2 separate regions of the Mus musculus genome follow, and region 1 is linked to region 2. Evidence: chromatin contacts called from public HiChIP or PLAC-seq data. All regions are on one chromosome and are shown on one strand. Each heading gives the region's core, a stretch centred on a gene start, on an enhancer-like site or on the middle of the called end of the contact. The rest is flanking DNA. Distances are from core to core; before and after follow the strand shown. Region 1 overlaps Plekha5 (pleckstrin homology domain containing, family A member 5). Region 2 has its middle 26 kb from the start of Pik3c2g.

What was found. HiChIP or PLAC-seq counts read pairs in DNA pulled down with a chosen protein or histone mark.
Region 1: a contact with region 2 is called in a FOXA1 HiChIP or PLAC-seq map of pancreatic cancer cells. The contact joins two enhancer-like sites. A contact is called at or near these places in 11 of 484 Hi-C or Micro-C datasets (cerebellar granule neurons, cerebellum, cerebral cortex and 7 more), 3 of 115 datasets of contacts at active chromatin or transcription factors (T-cell acute lymphoblastic leukemia, astrocytes and pancreatic cancer cells) and 1 of 9 other capture datasets (embryonic stem cells).

Annotation. Positions count from the first base shown.
Region 1 is chr6:140,545,530-140,549,539 of GRCm38.p6, reverse strand. The region is part of intron 11 of Plekha5 (pleckstrin homology domain containing, family A member 5); the gene reads right to left. Among named protein-coding and RNA genes, the nearest start is that of Aebp2, 76 kb to the left of the region's middle. Within about 2 kb of position 1,314, at least 128 of the 459 cell types and tissues checked have an H3K27ac peak or open chromatin away from gene starts, as enhancers often do. A contact at or near this core is called in pancreatic cancer cells, where this site is marked.
Region 2 is chr6:139,586,302-139,590,519 of GRCm38.p6, reverse strand. No RefSeq gene overlaps it. Among named protein-coding and RNA genes, the nearest start is that of Pik3c2g, 26 kb to the left of the region's middle. Within about 2 kb of position 2,874, at least 33 of the 459 cell types and tissues checked have an H3K27ac peak or open chromatin away from gene starts, as enhancers often do. A contact at or near this core is called in pancreatic cancer cells, where this site is marked.

The sequences.
Region 1 (4,010 bases), core at 65-2,564, 960 kb before region 2:
AAGAAGCCAAAGATGTCTTTTTATTGTATATATATATATGTGTGTGTGTTCGTCTGTGTGAGTGAATGCTATGTGTGTGCCGGAGCACATACAAGGAGGACAGAAGAGTCAAATCCACTGCCCCTGCAGTTACACGCAGTTGTGAGCCACCCAACATGGTGCTGGGAATCGAACCTGGGTCTTCTGGGAAGTAGCAAGTACTTTGAACTGCTGAGCCATCTCTGGCTCTTGCAGAGTCTCTGACACGGACTTGTGACTGGCAGCAATGCGTCAATACTGTTCCAGCAGCTGTGGTGGCACCTGTGCACTCTGGAGGCATGCGGCAGGTCTAAGGGAGCTTGGGTTGGACAGGACCTTTCAACAACAACAACAAAACCCCCAAAGTCCTTCAACAGATATGACTGGGACCACATGTAACGACTGGGTGCACACTTGGCTATGAGGCACATACACTACAGTTAGTTAGTTCTTACTGGTATGTAAAATTATATTATTGTTATTCAGTGAGAAGTTCTCTTTTGGAGGGATATACCTTCTCTTTGTGATTATGGAAAATACTGCAATGCAGAGGGAAAGGCAGAGAAGGAAGGCACGCACACCTGCAACCCCAGGACTTGGGCGGGGGGAATACAGGCAGTTGGATCTCTGTGAGTTCAAGGCCAGTGCGGTCTGCATAGCAAGCTCCAGGCTACCCAGGTTATCATATCCATATTCTTTTAATGTCTGGCATCATAATAAGAGTTTGTGAATGAAAATGCCTACTTGTAACAATTTCCAGACATTTATATATAAATGAAAAAAAAATTCCTTCTTTTAAAAAACATCTGCTAAAGACATGTGTGCTGTGCATGAAATTATTTCTCTATTATAATGAATTAATTGAAACTAAAGCCATCAGGGGCTGGAGAGATGACTCAGCAGCGGAATGCTTGCTGCTCTTCCAGTATCCACATGAGGTGACTCACATCCACCTCAGCTTTCGGCCTCTTGGGCACCCCCAACCCCAGGCCCAACACCCATGATATTCATACCCAAAATGAAAATAAAAAACAGAAGTAAGCATAAGGAAGACAGAGAGCTTAGGAAGCAGTGAGCTCAAAAGGCTGTGGGTGCCTTGTGTCCCCACTGTCTGGTAGTCACACGAGTCCTCTCTAGCCACTGTGCTTTCTAGACTACAAGAGAGCTTATTGCCAAGCTGTCTAGAGCCTAAGGTCACATTACTCATTACTATTCAAACAGTCTGATCCCTTCAGTCATCTCTCCTGAAGAGTAAACATCTCCTCCATCATTCTGGCTCCTCTTTCAGGCTCTTGCAATGCTGTCAGTGGCCCCACCCCCTAAGGCCAATCATCGAGCAACCAACTCTGGGAGTGGAGAGAGGCACAGTGTCATGTGACTAGACCAGAGTTCAATCAGTTGTGGCTTTCTCTCCTGTTGCAACCCTCGGGCCCCAATTAGACTTCCCTCCCTCCTCTCTTTGATAAGACAAAAGACAGAGATCAGGGTCACAAATGAAGAGCTGGCAGCCCCACACCCATCTCTTCAGGTATGGCAGCCGGGGGAAGTTGATTCCATCCAAGACTCCACTCTGGCACTTGAGTGTCCATCTCAACTTAACCACCATGCCTTCCTTAAGAAGGTACAGAAGTACAGAATGCCACCATGGAACTGTATCAGCATGAGAAGGCACATGAATCGCCAGACTAAAATACCCCAGACGACTAATAGTGCAAAGCACAATGTGCAGTGACAGCACTTGTCAGTCTCTGAAGCATCACTGGCATGTGAGCCGCTGTATCTGCTCCAACTGCCACGCCCTCCTGTGCTATTACCCGCAGTGTTCCCATCAGCCTGGCTATGGACACGAGTTTGAAAGGTTCCGCCCTCTTTGAAACTTTGGGGGACTTCTAATAGAAAAACGGTTATTAACAAGTAAATTCATTTTTTTTGTGGTCTCATACATGGTCTAGCTTTAGGAGACCTGCTTTTCAGAGGTATAAAATATTCCATTGATTGCTGTCCTAACGAAATGTAAATTCAGCCAAGTGTGATTTAGTGTGAAGCAGAAAGCATAAGAGGCAAGCACAGGGAGCCCACTCAGCAGCTGCTGCCTATGATCTGCCCTGGGGCCAATCAAGGCTCGGCTACTCAGACACTCTGCAGCTCTGTTCCTCTCAATACAGGGACCTACCAACGTTAACCACCCCTGCTGCCTACTAGGGTCTCAGTAATTAAAGCAAGCCTTTCATAAAGAAGAAGAAATCAGTTATTTCATGGATTACAATGCTTCTTTTTACCAGTACAAGTTTGCAAATGTTTTTTGGGAAGGTTGATTTACAACAGTACATGATACTTTTCCAAGATTCAAAGAGGCCATGAGCCATCTGCAAAGAATGTGACACTTCAAGTACCCAGGGGAACGACAACACTGTGAACCTGTGAACCTGCAGACAGAACCCTTGTCCGAGCCATCAGTCCAGCCTTCGGGAGGCTGCCCACAGAAGAAAAGGACAAAGTCCGTGCAGGGGCTGCTCAACCTCACTGACACCACACAGGAAAACGTAAGTCCCCGATGTCTGCTACCCTCTCTACACTTTTAAACTAAAGAAGAAAATGTTTTATTTGAGATTTAAATAGAGAGGAAGCAACTTGGCCACCCTCCAGTCTGAATGTGACCTTTAGTCCTCCAAACCTTTTTGCCCTCAGAGCTGCTTCCTGGTTTCTGTCTAATCAAAGGCACTGATTTGTTTCCTGCTGAGAGTATATCAGCCGGCTGTCCAAGAGTTAAACTCTATTTCTCATCCAGTCGGTACGTAATCTGCTTACCTAGGACTGTGGTCCGTGTGAAAGTCAATCAGACAGTGTATGACACGAACCAACACACACCGTGGGAATGCTACATCAAACTAGTCAGTGTGTGTGTGTGTGTGTGTGTGTGTGTGTGTGTGTATTTCTGCATGTACCTTGCAATTCTGACACCGTCTTGGAGGCCAGATACAGAGGTACAGCAATACTGAGGCAGAGACAGGGGCATCTAGGAGTTCCTGGTCAAGCCAGTCAGAACCACATGGTGAGATCCTGTTTCAAAAACGAACAGTGTTTTCCCAATTTTCAAGTACTTTACAACTCAATCACTATGTTGTACAGACGTCTCTACAATGTATCCGGTAAAGTCAGCCTTATTCACAACTCTCTCTTGTGCAAACCCTGAAAGGGAACACACAGGATGTGGGAGACAGTGAGCAGCACCTCACAGGGGGGTGCGCTTGCAGCCTCGGGAGAGCTACCAAGGCCAGCCTACCAAGGCTTTAGAGCCACCCTCCTGAAGCTTCTGATACTGCAGGCCGGCACTGTACCTGAGCAGAGCTGGAACACACCCCCATGTCTCACAAGCTTCTGCAGTGAACTGAAGAACAACGTGCTCTGGGACTTACACGTTACAGTAACAGTTCCACTACATAGAGACCTGCATGGAAATGGCTACACACTATACCATGGCGACATTATCAATATAAAGCACCTAAGGTAACTTGGAAAGTCCATTTAAATTAAAACATACTTTCTCAAAGAACTCTTGCTTTAAGAAAAATTTGGAGCCAGACAGTGGTGGTGCATGCCTTTAATCCCAGCACTCAGGACAGAAGCAGACAGATCTCTGAGTTTGAATCTAGCCTCATCTACAGAAAGTTCCAGGACAGCCAGGGCTACACAGAGAAACCCTGTCTCAAGCTAACCACCACCTCCCATCCCCCACCAAAAAAAAAATTACAACGAATTTTATGAATTTGAACAAAAAAAAACTTATAGAAATGTAAAATCTGTTGACTCGGGAGGGTTAGGATCAACTCCATGCCTTGTGCACACCAGGCAAGTGCTCTACCACTGCATTCTGTCCCTAGCTGTAAAATTTACTTTAAAATTTTAATTTACTGTTTGAGTGTTTTCAAATGGGTCTCACTATGTAGTACTGGCTGGCCTACTACTAACTATGAAATAACCTAGGCTGGCAT
Region 2 (4,218 bases), core at 1,625-4,124:
TTTATGGTTTTCAGCGGTGTGTTTCAGGTATATAGTCCTGCTGATTGTCGGAACCCCATATATAATTTGAATACTATCATTATTTTTATTTAAGAAAAATTACTGGTGTCATATAGGTAATTTCTCCCAGTTCCGAAAAGGTAGGTGTGGTGTGAATATTTATACCATCTGTGGCATGCTGAAACTAAAAATCACAGGAGTCCGATGGTCAAGGTTTGAAAAGTCCAAACCTTGTTTTTACATATTTTGGGAAAAGGGTGTTGGTGATGCAGTTCCTGACTTGAGGAAGCAGAAGGGCGTGATTATTAAGAGAAAGAGAGGCCAGGGAACAGTGGTGGGAGGAGGAGTCTGGGAGAGGTGAATTAGAGAACCACTATGACGATATTGAACTGACAGCAATGCGCGTCTCTAGCTTGCAAAATTCCAGGCTCCATAGACCCGCTAGACCTTTGCACATAGAACAATTTGTTCAAGTCAGCACCTTAACCCTCCGTGCCACATGTGACTCCGGAGAACTTTTGCTCTTTTCTCATAATAAATAATCTTCCCCCCGCCCCCGGGCTTCCTTTTTGTCCCTACAGCTGAAGTTTTGTATTCTCATTTTTGACAACTGACTCTAATTATAACTTTCTATGGTCATCTATAATTTCTATGGTCATCACATAGATTTTAGCGTGCAGTTATATGACCCAAAATGACATTCATACGGATGTACTAGCCGAGCACTAACAAGACAAAGAAACAAAACAGAAGTCGGCATATTTTTGGATCAAACTGATACATTTTTCTGATAATAGCAATTTTGTTCATGTGTCTATTTTCCTTATTTGAAGTATCTAAACGTCTGTGTACAGCTATTTTCCAGACAGCAGGTGAGATCACAGGAACGTATGCATAGCTTTACTCGGCTTGAAGAGAGGAAAACAGGGCGAGTCCGCGTTCCCTTTTCCAAATTTCATCTAAGGTGGTTGTAAATGACCTTGTATCTTTTTCTCTTTCTCCGCGAAGCAAACTTTCTTTTAACTGTTGGAGAGCGCCACCTTGTGGACTTGAAAAGCTTCTCCAGTTGCTGCTTCCCATTTGTGGGTGGAAGGATTAGCGCTGAGGGCGGCAAGCTTGCCTCCTGAAGTCAGGCTAAGTGCCATTCAGGACAAGCTGACCTCTAGCACTCCCAACAGTTACTAGGTTTTCACTAATTACAAGTTATTCGTTTGGTTTGCCTGGGACAGGAAACAGTTGGCCTTTCCTGATTCTCATTACCAGAATCAAACGAAGCATGCAGTTCCTTAAGAATTCCGATTTGATTCAACTGTGTGTCCATTTTATGTATTCAAGAAAATACCACGAGCTCTGCTATTAAAAAAAAAAAAAAGCATTTGGAAAGGAACCAATGATAATTTCTGTGTTGGAAAGTTACTGGAGTCGAGTAAATATAGTCTTCAAAATGAGTGTTCTATTTGTGTTGGGATTTGAGAAAAAAAAATTTGAAAAAAAATCAAAATGTAAGCGAAGTACTTTGAATTAAGGACATCAGAAGGACTCAGAAGTCACGTCAGAACCAAGTCCTCTCTGAACTTACTGGGTTCTGTTTGACATACCTCTCATTTCCCTCCATCATATTAATAATGATCTATCAGACTCTCATATTGTTATCTGGGAAATATTGGGGATAGATTATGTACTATATAAACTTTGCTGATTCTTGTTATTTTGCGTGACAGTATGCAAAATGAGCATGTGAGAATCACTGAGTCTCATGGAAGTCGGCCCCTGAGAAGACACAGACCTGTCTGTCAGAGAGCTCACCCCGCACAGATTCACGTTAGCTGACCTCTTGCCTTCCGGGCCTACAGTGGCGTAGTTTGCTCTTTACCCTGGTCCATCCGTTTAGTCATGGCTCATTGCTAACCTGCCCTAAGGGCAGTCATACCACTGCCTCGCTCTGGAAACGCCCACGTGTCTGTCGTTAGGATTTGCTGTGCTTCGCTTTCAATTCGCTTCGTTCTGACTGGTTTATGTAAGCTGCAACCAAAGCGATATTCTCATGGACTCAATCTTCCAGAGGCCTCAACTTGATAACTTTAACTGTAACATATACATACAAGACATATTTATGCTTGAAATTTATTTTTCCATTAATCTGGAAACAGCTTTTTCACTTCTTACAACTAAATATCTTAGCAAATTTATTCCAAAGAATTTTGAAACTTTGAGAGAATTTTTTTGTTCTTTCTTTCTATTTCTTTCTCTGTCTTTTAATACACACACACACACACACACACACACACACACACACACACACACTCACACTCGAGAGCCTCTCCTGTTTCTTCTTATGAATTTTAACTTCTTTAGTTGCCTGTCAGAATTCTGTACTTTCTCTTGGTATATAGTTTAAACACGGACTTTAATAAGTTGTTCTTTCTATGTGCAAATATCTAGTGGTTTTGAAGCCCAGACCTTTGCAAACTTACAGCAGTCTTGTTTATATCGACACTAAATCATGTTGTCTACTGTAATACCTAGAATGTTCTTAAAACTTGCTTTATGAGTATCTTTAAATATTTTCCACAGTGCGTAGAATTTCGCTTTCCATCCCACAAGTGTAACTCACATTAGTAAAATGAAACTTTGTATCCGTCACGGAGAAAGGTCTCAGATTTGAAATTCTGTTTGGCAGTGAGGGGAAATAGCCAATAGGATTATGCGGTTCACATGGAAGCCATTTTCACAGACTAACAGACACAAAGTGATAATTGACAGCATAGGGATAATGACGCGCTTTTCTTGCTGTTGGCATCTTGAGAGCGCGGCAGTCATGACTGGGCTTCAGTCCTGCGTGCGCAGAGTCAGCGCCTGCAGCTGTCATCAGTAGCTTGAATTCGTTTACAGCATCCTATCCTTTCTTTACACTCGAGTTGCTCTTTGGAACAGGTGAAAGTAAGGCTCTATCGTGACATATAATTTGACCTTTCTGAGTCTTTAAAATTTATTTTTACCATGAACCTCAAAAATGAAATTATGGCAGTAATAATTCTTGCTATCTTCTGCCCTTTCGTGCGGTGTTCCTGAAGACAGTGTTAGAAATTAGCCCATACCCAGAGAAGCGAGAGAGAAAGAAAGGGAATTTTTGTTTAGACATTCCTAATTGCATATAAGAATTCACACTTTTAAATGGATCAGGAATTTCTACAACTGTCTTTAGCAAACATCGCATTGATAATCCCACTACAATGTCTCACAGTAGACCGTACCTTCATGTGTTTCGCTCCGTCTTTTCCTCCTCCGCCATCAGGAATGCCAAGAGGAAGCGGCCGGTAGCTCGGGCTGTGGGTAATAATTTACTAATCACCAAAGGGGGCTGTTCGCTGTTGGCTTATCTTATCAGCTGCTACGCAAATAAAACTGCACGTTCCCCCGGATTTGTTTGAGCACCATAAGTGACTGGTACGACTACTCTCTCACATTTTCCTGTTACGTTTCCGTCATCACCTGTTTTTGCAGCAGCTTAGCAGGGCAGGCAATGAGTGGTAGCAATAACCTGGGTGTTTAAACCTTGCTGTTTCACCAACTTCCTAGAAGAGGTATGGAAAGTTCCAACAGAACAGCGGCTTGCCAGGCCTCTTAGATGCTATTAGCCTGTGAGACGCTTACAGAGACGGTGCTGGCAGCGCGGGTCTAGTCTCTGACTTCTCTTTACTTCTACTGACTTAATTCCTCTCTTCAGGTTTAGAGTTCTATTCAGCTCTGCTGGAAACTTTCTGGTAACAATTTTTAAAAATAATCTTGAAGTTTAACATCATTGAAGAGAGTGTCCATGGCTTGAGATATAGCATATGTGAAATTAAATTATATTAAATTAAAATAGAAAAACATGTAAAACATGTATTTGTCAATTCAACTTAAAAACCAGTATCCAATACCACATAGTGAAATAACTAGACATTTTGTAAAAATGTGCTATGTGTCATAAACAAACAAAGGAACATATTGGCATTCATTTTAAAGCTTTATGAAAATTATGAATAATTGAATTCCAATGACTGGTTTTGATTTTTTATCAGAATGTAATATACTTTCATACTCAGCCTCTCTGTGTTATCTGTTTAGAAAGGGACGACTGTTTTACTATCGATTTTGGTCCTGTGGATATTGCTACTTAATATTATATAAAAAGTTCTCGAATAGCAATTTCTTAAATATTAGTTACAACATAGA